Regions from separate parts of the Zea mays genome. Here regions 1, 3 and 4 are each linked to region 2. A link is a contact called in public Hi-C data. All regions are on one chromosome and are shown on one strand. The core of a region is the stretch at or near the end of the contact, and the rest is flanking DNA. Distances in the headings are between cores, read along the strand shown. Region 1 holds the start of LOC103646546 (protein LAX PANICLE 2). Region 2 holds the start of LOC100277645. Region 3 holds the start of LOC100272373 (Serine carboxypeptidase-like 46). Region 4 holds the start of LOC100502219.

Evidence for each region. Hi-C and Micro-C count contacts between places; a contact is called where the count stands out from the background.
Region 1: a Hi-C map of leaf mesophyll shows a contact between it and region 2, with 2.9 times the contacts expected there. The contact joins the promoter of LOC103646546 here to the promoter of LOC100277645 in region 2. A contact is called at or near these places in 2 of 25 Hi-C or Micro-C datasets (bundle sheath and leaf mesophyll).
Region 3: a Hi-C map of ear shows a contact between it and region 2, with 4 times the contacts expected there. The contact joins the promoter of LOC100272373 here to the promoter of LOC100277645 in region 2. A contact is called at or near these places in 3 of 25 Hi-C or Micro-C datasets (bundle sheath, ear and tassel).
Region 4: a contact with region 2 is called in a Hi-C map of ear, with 4 times the contacts expected there. The contact joins the promoter of LOC100502219 here to the promoter of LOC100277645 in region 2. A contact is called at or near these places in 5 of 25 Hi-C or Micro-C datasets (bundle sheath, ear, leaf and 1 more).

The regions. Positions count from the first base shown.
Region 1 is chr2:66,234,869-66,238,338 of Zm-B73-REFERENCE-NAM-5.0, reverse strand. LOC103646546 (protein LAX PANICLE 2) reads left to right here and starts at 1,355. Exons shown (of 4, transcript XM_008671270.4): 1 at 1,355-2,437; 2 at 2,746-2,796; 3 at 3,057-3,129. The coding sequence starts at 1,383.
Region 2 is chr2:65,757,722-65,761,021 of Zm-B73-REFERENCE-NAM-5.0, reverse strand. LOC100277645 reads left to right here and starts at 1,373. Exons shown (of 4, transcript NM_001374032.1): 1 at 1,373-1,662; 2 at 1,755-1,826; 3 at 3,111-3,191. The coding sequence starts at 1,470.
Region 3 is chr2:66,214,343-66,217,807 of Zm-B73-REFERENCE-NAM-5.0, reverse strand. LOC100272373 (Serine carboxypeptidase-like 46) reads right to left here and starts at 1,390. Exons shown (of 8, transcript NM_001156555.2): 1 at 999-1,390. The coding sequence starts at 1,269.
Region 4 is chr2:66,024,116-66,027,720 of Zm-B73-REFERENCE-NAM-5.0, reverse strand. It overlaps LOC100502219, which reads right to left and starts at 2,091. Exons shown (of 10, transcript NM_001363235.1): 1 at 1,837-2,091; 2 at 711-1,316. The coding sequence starts at 1,272.

The sequences.
Region 1 (3,470 bases), core at 106-2,605, 480 kb before region 2:
AAAATGAAGGTAAACACGAAAATTATTACAGTTTTTATATTTTTGGAAATAAAATAGAAAACAATAACTCCGGAAACGGAAACGACATCAATAATTCAGAAACATCAAAAATGAAAGTTCGATAACCAGTAAAAATCATAACATGTACTCTTAATTGACTTCAAAAATTCATACAAGTCTTACATTCACATAAAAATTAGTAATAATATATAAATATTTACAAATTCATGAATATTAAAGCATATCTCACAAAACATTAAAGCAATATCTCAGAAATACAAGTGACAAACACATACATATAGCTAGAAAGTCAACATAATGGGTATCATCCTTATCTTTCAGGCCCTCGTGTAAATTATGAATATATGTATCAAGATTAAGAATTAGAAAGAAACTATAAATAAGATCTATAAAAGTTTCAAACAACTATAAACAATATAGCATTAGATAGATCTTGATTTAGAAAATTAATAACATTAGTTTCAATTTTTTTAAGTTAAGACCAATATTTATTATCAATTTACAAAGATTTAATATTATTCTAAGCATTAGGTTCCATGGTAAAATATCCAATAAACATGGTAATTTTTGAAAAACGATAGGAAGAGATACAGATTGTTTTTGTTTTCAATTTTTTCTACCGATTTCGTTTCTATATTTTCAGTAATCATTTTTGTTTAGCCTTAAATTTTAGTAAAATTCTGAAAAATTTTCCAGTAACCGAATCGTTTTCAATCCTAGTGTGCCATCTTCCAACCGTTGTTTTAATTTGTTCCTCCAATCCTTCTAATGTTGTGTAGGTCTCACTTATCAATAACTTGTAAAAGTGTGATAGATTTTCTTAGATATGTTACAGTTGTGATGTAGAATTTGAGTGCTTAATCTTACGTAAGTGTGACAGAAAATTATAGTAATTTTTGGCACTTCAATACAACCAAACAGGTTTGTTCCTTTGCAGACACATTTTTTGTCCAGCAATAGCGTGTCGTGGTTGGATTTGCAGAAGCGCCGCCACGTCGCCGCAGCGGCGCTCCGGCCGGCCACGCACGCCGCTGGCCGTGCCGAAAGCCAGCAAGGCAAGGAAGCACAAGTCCCGTACGACCAGCGCAGCGCAGGGCGGCTCGCCGGAGACGACGCGACCCGGGAAAGCAACGCCGGTCGCGGGCGGGGCGGCTACATCATGGTGTTACCACGTAAGCCCCCCAGCCCGCGGGCCTCCACGTCTTCCAAAAAACACCCTGAGGAACGGTGGTTTTGCGTTGCAGCGCTCTGGGCTTCGGACGCACGGCCCCTGCCGTTCCTTTTGTCCCCGCAGGGGTGGGGGGCCCAAAAGTAAATCCTGCTCTCCCCTCCTTCTCTCTCTCTTGCCGCGTCGAAGCTATATGTGCTCGCCTCCGAGGTCTTCTCTCTCTAACATCTCTCCTCCTCTCCTTGCTGCCCCGTGCCATGCTGCTACTGCTCCCTCCACTCTTCCACCTCTAGCAACTTCTTCCGCTCCTCCCCTCTCTCCAGCTCGCTCTCTCTCTCTCCCCTCGCATCTCATCTCCTGTTGTAGTCCACATCCACACGAGCGGTCGTCGCGTCCGCGCGCGGTCAGCCGCCTCCGGTCGCCCCCAGCAAGGAAGGACCGCCAAAAAGGAGCGAGTGCACAGGAGCTAGCGAGGCGCGCGGCGGCCGAGCCGGGTCGGCCGGGCGGATGGAATGAGCCGGCGGCAGCCCGGATGGTCCCGGCTCGGAACCTGCAGCCGCTCGCCCGCGACGCACATGCCACGCCCTGCGCCGCCGCCGCAGGCCTCGGCGTGACGCCGACGGCGCCCATGGCACAGGAGCCCATCGACAAGCACCACAGCGAGCCGACCAAGCCTCCGCCGCCGCCGCAGGAGAGGCAGGCGGACCAAGACACGCGCCGCCACGCCCACGCCTACGGGGAGCAGCAGCAGCGGACGCTGCGGCCGCTCCAACCCGCCGGCGTCCACCACCAGGAGGCCGCGGGCAGCAGCGGGAGCAGCAGCAACGGCGGGGCCGGGGACTGGCTCCGGCTCGGCCTCTCCCCGGCGTCCCCCAGCGCCGGCGGAACGCAGCCCGGCCTAGTCTTCGCAGACCGCGCGGCGGGGCCGCCGTTGCTGCTGTCGTCGCAGCCGCAGACGCGGACGGCATCGGAGGCGCTACGGCCGGGCATGGGCGTGGCACCGGGACCATTCCTGCACCAGGCCGCGCCCGGCATTCCGCAGGCGTCGATAACCCTGCCCGTGCCGCGCGCGGGACCTCCTTGGCTGCCGCCGTGGAGCCCCTCCGCGGTGGCGCCGCCGCTGGTCCCCTTCGGGAACCGCGCGTTCTACACGCCCGGCGCCGCCTCCGGGCTCGACGCCATCAGGGTGGTCCTGCCGCCGTCGGCCGTCGCCGGCGTCTGGTTCGCGCTCCAGGCCGCGCCGCACCAGTGAGTGTTGCACTAGTAGTAACCAACCATGCGAGCATTTCATGTGCGCTGTTGTGTTCATCTATATCACCTCTCTCCTCCCTCTCGATCCCTCCGGACACCACCGTCGGTGGATGGATCCCATGAATCCCTGCAGAATGTGGCGCGTTCTCGAGCATTTATTTTTTCGTTGAATCGCTTGTTACTTTTGGGCGTTGTTTTGAACTCGATTATTTATCCTCTTTCACTCGCTCTTTCCCCACCCTCAAAATTTAACTTGGAACATTGCTGGTTTTTTTATTTTTTTCCTTTTGGTTTGGTTCGTGCAGGGGGAGGGAGCCATTCTTGCCTCAGATTCCGAGAAGCTACCTACGGATCAAGTACTATTTATATTTTCCCATCTCATACGTACCGTTCTTTAATTAATCTGAAATCCATTCGATGCATCAGTCGAGAGCTAGCATGGCATCCGCCTGCATTTGGATTAGTGTACGTTTCGTCAATGCTCTATCGTCCCTTCGTCGTTCATGCGTCACAAATTTGAAAAAGAAAAAAAAATCATACGCTGCAGCTGCATGTATTTCTTTCATTATTCTTTGTACTAATATAACTAATCGACCTTATTGTGATGTTCTTGTAGGGACGCGAGGGTGACGGTCCGGCTGTTGAGCAAGTATCTGGCGGGCAGGCTTGGATTAGAGGACGAATCAGAGGTGCGGTTACTCACAAATTCCAATCTCCTTCCTTGAAGCGTTGGTTGTTTGTTTTTTTCATGCATATGCTTCTCTTTTTCGTTGTGTGATGCTTTTTTCCCTATCTTTATTCCTTTTTTTTTCTTCATCACGCCCTCATGGTGCATGTTTGCCCCCAGCCCTTGCCTTGCTTTCCCAACATCGGTGATGAAAGGAACTCAAGAGCTAGAAAAGGGACTAGTTGTACCATACAGATGTGGGACTACACACACTTACATGTTTATAATATATATAATATATATTATATATAATATGCTCTCGTAGTATTTCTAGCTAGTGTGTTGTCTCTGTATAAAATATAC
Region 2 (3,300 bases), core at 124-2,623:
AGGAAATAGCAAAAAAACTGCGTTTTTGTGAGGATTTGAACCCGCGATCTCACTCTATGAGGCTGAAACGCTTAACTGAAGGAAACTAACCAGTATAACTCGAGTGCGTTTGTTGTAAATAGCTAATATAAAATGTAAATATATATATACTATGTTTTATAAAATAAAAAATATATAATCGTGCCGGGCCGGGCCGGCACTGCGGGCCGAGACAGCGGCTCAAGCACGGTACGGTTCTCGTACCGGGCCAGGCCCGGCACTATTAAACGGGCCGTGCTTCGGGCCGGCCCGTTAGGCACGGCCCATTTGGCCATCTATACTATGCATGGCTAATATAATGACAACATTATGCATCGCCGGTGCTGTTGAGCATACGCTCGCTTGCTTAAATTAGCCGTAGATCACTAACAAATTCGACTTAACTACTGGTATCACTTGGAAATGGCAAGATATATGCAAATATAAATAGAAAAAAAGCCCCCCTGTCCCTCCCAATATTCAGATGAGATGATGATTTGTTCTATAGATAATGATGGGTACACCTGAGGCCTACAGGTAAAGCAAAGGCCTCAAAGAATATCACATATAGTGGCCTTCTTTAGTTTATTATTGCATGATTCTCTGTCGCCCTTTATTTTGGATAATTAGTATAACTAACTAAGATTACGATGATGCGTGATATATTGTGTTTTATTTCTTTATTTCTCTTTTTTTTAAAAAAAATTCAAGTTATTCCCTTCCCATGAAAGGCGAAAAGGGAAGTATCCAGTAGGAGCGGTTTTGACTAAATCTCCCTCTCTGGGTCCAATCCAAAGATGCATATTTTTTATCGAAACGGTAACGGTTGGGAACAACTACGTGTATATGCGCACAGCGCACTGCACACCCAGCCAATTTGAGACTTCGGAAGAACTTTTCATGGACTCGGCTTATGTTATACAACAATGTGAAAAAATACACTCAAAGTTTATTCGAATACATTTTCTTACATAATTAAAATGGTTAAGAGTTTTTTGTTTATAAAGGTTGCTCTAGTCCTGAAAAGGAGTGGCCCAGTACAAATGGCAAAGAAAGGAGCTCCGGTGCTATCTGGGTTTTTTTTTCTTTCTTTCAAAGGCCCCATCTCTTAGCCCAATGTGCGGCCCAGACCAAACACGAGGACGAAGCAGCCCGTGCCATGAGAAACGCTGCCTGCCATCTCGCCGTGGCTCGTGGCTCGCTGTCTGTTCGCCGAGACATTTGTCAATTTTGTTATTATGATTTATGGATTTCGTAGCATGCCATCGAATACATAAATTATAGATAGATATATTCTCATCATCAATCATAGACACGAGAGACATAATAACATATTACCAACATTGAGAATGGCACCATCGCAAATTTCTCCTGTTCGCCACAACGGCAAACACCGCTCCAGCCGCCTTCGCTGCTGCTCGTGTGTCTCGTGGAAGCTCCGCGGCTGGACCATGGACCCGGACCTGGACCTCGACCTAGACATGGATATGGAGACGCTCGCCGGCGACAGCGGCGGCGAGGCCGAGCGCAACGAAGCCGCCGAGGCCGAGGCTGAGGTGGAGCGGTACGAGGCCGCCGAAGCCGAGGCCGACATCCTCCGCGACCGATTCCGCCTCGCCGTCATCAGCATCGCCACCGCCGAAGGTATGGTAGCATCCTCTCGCGCCTCCCTTCGTTATTGGGAGTTGAAGAGCCCGGAAAAAAGTTCATCGTCTTGGCATGCGGCATCTGCGCAGGAAAGAAGGCCGGAATGACGGTCGCCGACCCCGTTGTTTCCTGCATCGCCGACTTGGCGTTCAAGAGCGCAGGTCCTTCACCCAGCACCCTATCCTTCTGTAACCAGTAACCGCTTGTGCACGTTATTTCTCTTTGATTGGTTGCAAAGTGCTATCCTATTCTGAACCTCTTACGAGTACAATTTATCTCCACCTGTGAGTTGCCAAGTTGACTGCTCCAATAAAATTGGTTTCTGTGGGAAATCAAGTGCTTGGAGTAGACAGGAACTAGTTTCAGTATTTTGCACAGTATGGTTCTTGAAACGAAGAAATGTGCTGAAAGACGAGCGATTCAGTTACATTAAGTTAGCACGCGTTTAGTAGAATATATGCTTGGTGCTGGAGAAAACACGAATGACCAATTATGGGTGCCTGCAACTTTTGATCTCCATCAGGCTTTGATTTGTAAAGGTTGTCATACTTGTGTTAGAGCTCATCATCCCATTTTTTTGTGGAGATAAACCGACAGGATAGTAATTCCTTATAACAATAGTCCACTGGGTTTTGATACTACAACCAAAGAGTTAGTAGTCAGTAGTCACATTCTTCTAAGTTTGTCTACATTCTTAGTCACATTCTTCTAAGTTTGTCTACATCCCAGCATGGCCTACGCGCATGCCCGTGGCAGCATGGCAGTTGCCTGTGCGCGCTTGCCCAACGTGGCGATGGCAAGAATGGCCAGTGTGAGCCCACAAAAGGGGGAAGGAAAGGGGATGAAGAAAAATGCTGCTTGCTCCCATCTATTTGAGGGATTGAGAAAAAAATTAGGAAAAGCTGGAAAGGGGATTGAGAAAGGAGATATGCTGAAGCTGTCTTTTTCATCTCATTCCCTTATATGATAGCTTTTAGGGAAAGGGGGTTGTTTTTCTCAACCTAGTAGAGTTGAAGTTCAGTGACGTCAAAACTTATCGAAGGTCGCCCCACATTATGTCTGCTAAGTGCAAGCTTCACAAATCATACATTCATACTGTTGGAGTGACCCAATATATCCTGGTAGAAAGCAACTGTTGAGCACATAGATCTTGTATCTTAGACCTCTTGCGGAGATTTTTTTTTTTTTTTTGCATTGCCACAAATTAGCGAGCGAATAACTATAGTGATTAGAGATTGTGAAGTAGATGCATTGTGCGTTAGTTGAAAAGCAACAATAGTCAAGCATGGCACTTACTGTACTAGCTAGTAGCTATTGTAAATTGCACGCTTCCAATCCTCTTTTGAGGGAGAGGGAGGGAGGGAGGCTTTGGATCTACATAGATTTGTGTCTGTGAGAACATTATGTATGAATGTTCCATTTGACATCTTCCGTGCAATGTCCAGAGCAGCTAGCAAAGGATGCAGAGTTGTTTGCACAGCATGCCGGTCGCAAATCCGTCAGGATGGATGATGTCATACTCACAGGTACTTGTTTCTGCTGATTCTGTAATATTTGGCTTCTTAGAATTTAGAAGTGCATCTTCTTACAAATTTTTTTTGAACTACTTGTACCTGTATGCTGTACTCTCTCTTT
Region 3 (3,465 bases), core at 141-2,640, 460 kb before region 2:
GCCTTTTTTGCTTTCCTATTTTGCAAATGTTCTTATTTTTCACAAGTCCAACTGGAATAGTTTCTTAAAATTTTAAATCACGAGCCCACTTTTAGCTCTCTATTTATGTCTGTTACTATGGGAAAAAAAATTTAGACCTTTTTATAATGTTTGTTTTGGGAGTAGGGACTGAACAAGACAAAATACTTGGTCACAGGTGCACTTGCACTGAAACCTGAGCTCTCCCCCCTTCTCCTGGGAGAATCCATGAAATAGCACTTGTTTGAGACGGCGTTCACGAAATAGCATCCGATTTCAAGTAATTCATAGAATAGCACTTGTTTTACCAAATTAATTCAGAAAACAACACTCTATCTATATTTTGCATTCTTTTATTGCTTACCTCACATACAAATGGACCAAATTACCCCTATTTATCACAAACTTCTTTTTTTATCTCTTATGTCCATAAGAACAACATAAATAAATAAAATATATAACCTCTATTTTTATAGTGTTAAACATACAAATAGACACATATGTTTTATGAACGAAGAAGTCTATATTTAACTATTAAATTTAGAACCAGGTATCTTCGGTCGTCGAACTTTTAAAATTAGACATATTTGGTCCATTAAACACTATAAAAATAGAAGTTATATATTTTATTTATTTATGTTGTTCTTATGGACATAAGAGATAAAAAAGAAGTTTGTGATAAATAGGGGTAATTTGGTCCATTTGTATGTGAGGTAAGCAATAAAAGAATGCAAAATATAGATAGAGTGTTGTTTTCTGAATTAATTTGGTAAAACAAGTGCTATTCTATGAATTTCTTGAAATCGGATGCTATTTCGTGAACGTCGTCTCAAACAAGTGCTATTTCATGGATTCTCCCCCCTTCTCCTTCATCCCCATCCACAGCACAGCCACACAGGCAGCAGGCAATAATGCTGCAGCAGCATGCACAGCGCAGTGACAAAAGGTATGCTGTGCCGACAATCAAGGTGGAAGTTTACCTCCATTGAGCCAGAGCACGAGCGGCTTGGCCGCCGGATCCGCCTCCGCCTCGGCGAAGTAGTAGAAGAGGGAGCGCTTCCCCGCGGCGTCCACCGGGATGTAACCGGAGTACTGTGCGAAGCCCACCGGCGGCTGCCCCGGCAGGGCGCTTATCTTGTCCTCCTCCGCCGCCGCCTGCGCCGAGACGCTCCAGGCGTCGCCGAGGAGCAGCACAGCTGCGCACGCCACCGCTGCAGCAATGGTGGCGGCGTCCCTGCTGCGCCCCTGCATGTTGGTTCGGCTGTGGGAGATAGTGGAGAGAGAGAGAGGAGGAGGAGGAGGAGGCCAGGGGAGGGGAGTGAGTCAGTGAGCGAGTGAGCGCTGCAGGGTGCAGCTGCAGGCACAGGGCGGTGAGAGTGAAACCGATACAGTACATGGCAATAAATAGGTCTGATATGTGTAGGTGGTGAAGTGGGTGGACATGCTTGCTTAAGTTATCTTCGTTCAGAGTTTAATACGAGTAATTATAGCTAACAGTGGAATCTATGATATTGTCATTTCGTATATAGCTAACTAAAAATATATACTGATATAATAACCCTTTAATGTTATAATATTTATATTCAATAATGTGTCTACCATTTTTTCTATCGTAAATTGTCTTGAGTCCGTAAACAATCCGCTTTCAACTAGCTACCCGTGAACAACCCGATTTTCTTCTCTCTATGTTTCTCTTCCTTCCGCGTCACATAAATCTGACATAACATCTTTTACAGTCCACCTACGACACCTTATTATATTTGTTTTTAGTGGCAACATGGTGTGTAGTTTAGTGTTCGTTGTGCACTAATCTGTTTCATAGATTCCGGCAGGCTTGCTGTGTTTTTTTACCTCTTGCTCATTGCCTCATTGCAGTAAACAGCGACCTGATCTTGGCATACCATGGTGGGTGCACGCCAGGGGCAATGTTTCAGGTTTCCATGCACTTGTCACTGCATTTCCGTAGACGTCAAATAAGCTTATTTGAAACAGAGGAAGCAGAGAAAACACTCCTACAAGATCTTTTTTAAAAAAAAGAGAGAAAAAAATTTGGGGGCGAAGCTTGTAAACCTTAGGAAACACATATGGAAACACCATTTTAATGCAAAAGGCATTTGACAAGATGTCTAGAAACCGTTAAGCAGGCCATGGTTTATTATATCATAATCTCGATCTATTACCTAACGCTCAGGGCTCTCTCGGTGGCTCCTTTTCTGGCTCTTCGTGAAGCCATACCAAACGGTCTTAAAAAAAACGGCTCCTCACCGAGAGCCATCAAAGAGCCAGAGCCGTTTTTGCTATTAGAAGCCGAAGCACGAGAAAATAAGCTTCTGCCGGCTCCTTCTATCCGGCACACAATAATATTTTACGAAATTACAGCCTCTGCCACCGTCTCCTCGTCAGAAGCTGTTTTATCAAATGAATTGCAAAACGGCTCTGACTCTTCTAGAGAAGCCAAGAAGCCAGAGGAGCCATAGCCGAACCTGTTTTGAGAATAGTAGGAGCCCTGCCAAAGGGGACCTAAGTAGATTTGTTTTTACCAACTTCAGTCATGTACACAAGTGTACTGCATGAGTATGATATGTGCCACGACTTTGATACTTGATAGCATGGCCTCAAAAACAATATTGCGTGTCACGCTAAAAGTTAGATCTCGGCTTACCAGATCGTGTTGGACCGACGTACCAGACATGGTGTAAAGAAGAGGTGGGCACGAAGGTCCATACTACATACTGAACATATCTTTTCGTGTCTTTTTTTTTTGCAAACTGTTTTTTAAAAGAACTTTATATTTTACTAAGGCCGTTGGCAAAACTATCTTTGCGAAAGGGAATTCACGCTAGGACCGCAAAAATAAAAAACAGGGAGTACCTGTACATGTATTACCACCGTAAAGGTCCTTTTAAGACCATGGTATAAAGAGGCCATACGGTTTGTTGTGTGGTTGATCTGGTTTGATCGGTGTGTGTGTAGCCGTAGCGTCTGTCAGGCGTGCTGCGTACGGTGCGGGCCCAGTTTTTTTTTCACGGACTGCCGGTGGGCCATGTCTTCGGGCAGCCGGGCGCGCATACGAAAGTAACCGCTATTGGATCTGCTGGCCACGTCATCATCGCATTCGCGTGCATGTGACCCGGCCGGGCGGGCCCACGGCGCGTCGTCATTGTCATTGGCAGAGGAGGATGGAGAAAAGATGGGATCGCCGGCAGAGTCAGCTAGTTACAGTAATTGACGGTGGTTTACAGCGTTGTCGCTTGCTAAATACTAACACTGTTACCCTGTCAGACGATAAAAAGTAAAAGCTCCCCCTTTTTTTACCTGCGGCCTGCGGGCTACAGTGCAGCAGCCCTCTGCGGCTACTCCAGCGATGATGTGTTACGCAGGACTGGTAATCCCGAGGGCATCCAACGGGTCGTTTTTCGCTCTGTGTTTTGACCATGGCCAGGACTT
Region 4 (3,605 bases), core at 842-3,341, 270 kb before region 2:
CCTTGTACCCTATCAAAAAAAAAGTACCAACAAACATAAACTGAGTGTCTTGCATGTCTAGTATGAGAAAGTCAGAACAGGATACCATACAGGGAAGAGAAAAACAAGAGTTTAATTTACACTGACCAAATTAAAAATTTAGGGGCAATAAAGACCACAGACAAATCAGTGTTTCTTAGGACAAACACCCTAGTCTCATAGACTCAGAAATGAACTATAGACAAGTAGCAAGTGTTGTTTAAGGACCACACAAGCCCATTTGATATCACTTGGTTTCAACTGAACTAAAACAAATATATATCAGCAGCATCCTCAAGAACAATACAATAATTAGCATCAGCTTCTTCGCAACTTATAGTGCAATGCTATATACAAGGACATCATGGTGTGTATTACAATAAGCTATTATGGTAGTGTTTTCTTTCTACTCAAATCACATAAAGCAGACACCCCTTTTCATTCATATTCCTTAATGAGCAATCACTAAACAAACATACACTGGCATTTTGCATGTCCAGTAAAAAATGGTGAAGAAGAACACAACGCCAACCAGGAATTAAAAATACTAGAATTTATACTGATTTGTTAAAATTAAGGTGTGCTAACAAAGCCCACAGAAAGTATTCAGATAAAACTATAGGTGAAGACATTAACCAAACAAACCTAATAACACAGAATGAACTAACTGTGCAGATAGGTGAAGATAATACCAAGTTGACGAGCTTCTTCAAGGGACAATTCCAATACACGTTTTGCACGAGGTGTGAATGGGATTTCAACAGCCACAAACCCACTGCCACGTCCAATTATCTTCTCGACTTCAACTCGGGCATCCTTAAGATTGATTCCCATAGACTTCAGAACCTTCGCCGCAATACCCGTGCCCTCACCAATAAGCCCCAGCAAAATCTGCTCTGTCCCAACAAAGTTATGTCCCAGGCGCCTTGCCTCCTCCTGTGCAAGCATAATCACCTTGATTGCTTTCTCAGTGAAGCGCTCAAACATGGCACGAACCACCCCTCTTGAGGCTGATCCACGCGGTCTTGCAATCTGACTTGCCACGATCGATCCAAAGTCACGCTTGATCACGGACCTCGTGTCTAAAAAGTTTGTCTGACGCAATCCTTGGAAACCACCAAGAGTAAGAGTCCTTGTTGGCATATTTCGCACCATTGTAGCATTGGTTCTGGCCCTTGCACGCACACGGAACCGACCTGAGCTGCTTCTGTAAACGGTTGGAACAACCGCAGACTGAACTAGAGTGCCCTCCATGCTGAACTAGGAAAAGGCAATCCCAGGTCTGTATCTACCAAGCCCTGCAAATTTGCAAAAGGAAAAGTAAAACTGTAAATATCACAAAAATGACAACCCCATACTGAAACGACTACATGTCTCGAACAGATCATATTTCGTCTAAACGACTCTACAGCCTCTGTGTGCCGACACAGGCGTACACGCTTACATGTCTCGAACAGATCATATTTCCTCTAAACAGAATCACACATCGACCCCCCCACCACACACACACACACCAAAAAAAAATAACCGCCGTTCAACGAAACAGAGACGAGAGATATGGTTGCTGGTTGAGGCCACAAGACGCGCTCTAAATCGTATCAGTGGACCATCCTCCAGTGGGCAACATCTAGCCTAAGCGACGCCACAGCAGCCATCCGCGCTACCCACTAGGAAAGCACCCGCGTTTTCGCCGCGCGGGTCAGCCAGGGAATGAGACGGTGGGACCAATTACATCCAACAAGCCCTCACTCCCAACCACGACGCGCCGACAGACACCCTTCACAAATTCGGACGGGGAAATGGGAACGGGGAGATTACGGCGCCGAGTTTCGTCTCCCAGAGAGGGGTCGTGGAACGCGCGGCAGCGGAAGCGTCCCGACCCTGCGCCGGCGTCCGGCGAGGAAGGCGCACCCTAGGCAGGGGAGGAGGTGGCAGGGGAGGAGGTGGCAGAGGAGACCAGAGGTAGGGCTAGCTGCCTGCCGCGTGGGAAATGGGAATGGAGGGGGGGGCAGAGGTCAGAGGAGGTCAGGAGGATAAGGAGAGGAGGAAGGCGGCGAGAGCTTGCGCTATTGCGCTGCATCGGTGGAGTGGGTCGCACGTTACCCCCTCCCAACATGGGCTTTTTCTCTTTCTTGTCTTTGCCCGCGTGTAACAGCCCACTTAGCCCAACGACGGCCCTAGTTTGTGCGAGACAATTGCCGTTATGAAACAACAGACAAGCGGTTTCGACAAATTGGAGGTGTTGCCGATGGCTTCTCTGTTTTGGAGACGCAGGCAACAGGCAAACTCCAAAATAGATACGAGACAGTCAATAGGAGCTGAGCAAACAGAGATTAGTCTCCTTTCGCCATTACCGTCGCCGTGCTCACACGCCGTCTGCGTCGTATTCTTCTCTCCGTCGCGGACAGCTTTTGCGCCGCGGACAACTCTTGCGCCGCTCCGCGGACAGCTCTTGCGTCTCCTCTGCGTCTGGCTGCCCCGTCGCCGGACATGGCAAGCATCAGACGGGGCGGCAGCTCCGTGACCGAGACAATCACCCAGGCATCGCAGCAGCATCAGTCGCGGCTGGACGACGACCAGCTGGCGGAGCTGCAGGAGATCTTCCGGTCCTTCGACCGCAACGCCGACGGCAGCCTGACGCAGCCGGAGCTGGGCTCCTTGCTCCGGTCCCTGGGCCTGACGCCCAGCGCCGACCAGCTCGACGCGCTCATCACCCGTGCCGACACCAACTCCAACGGCCTCATCGAGTTCTCCGAGTTTGTGGCGCTCGTGGCCCCCGACCTCCTCCAAGACCGGTCCCCTTACTCCGAGGACCAGCTCCGCAAGCTCTTCGACATCTTCGACCGCGACGGCAACGGGTTCATCGCCGCGAGATCGAGGTTGCGGCCCACCGTGTCCGACTCCACGAACACCTTGCACTGCCCGGGCTCCAGCCCGCCGAGCTCGAGCTCGGCGGAGTCCTGCTGCTGCTGGCTGCCGTCGCCCCCGAGCCACGGCGGCCGCTCCGACGACGCGGCCTTGGTCGGGCTGGTCTGGATGACGCCGGATCCCCCCGAGCCCTCCGAGGCGTTGGGCCCCTTCTCGGCGTTCCAGCACGTGGAGCTGTTGCCGGTCGCCGCTGGGGAGGTTGCGCCGCTGCGGTTCATCTGCTGCTCGGTTAGTATCGTGCGTCCGAAGAGCACTAGCCCCGCCGGCTCGGCGTCGGGCTTCTGCCTGTTGGCACCCGTGGATGGAGGAGCGCACGGGAAGTCGTCGTCGTCGCGCGCCGCCGCCGGCGCGCCTCCGATGGTCAGGTCCGTGCTGACTCTTGCCGGGATCGGGGTTTGCGACCGTGGCTATCCTCCTCCTCGTCCCCGCTCGTCGCGCAACCCGACTCGGGCTCGGGCGGGCGCCACAAGGCTGGTGACGCGACGGTGGCGGCGGCGGCGCCGGGGCAGGGCGCGCTCGCGCAGCCACCGAGGGGGTCACGGAAGCGGACGCGCGCGTCGCGGCGGGCGCCCACGACGGTGCTCACTACCGACACCTCCAACTTCCGCGCCATGGTGCAGGAGTTCACGGGCATCCCGTCCCCGCCCTTCGGCGCTGGC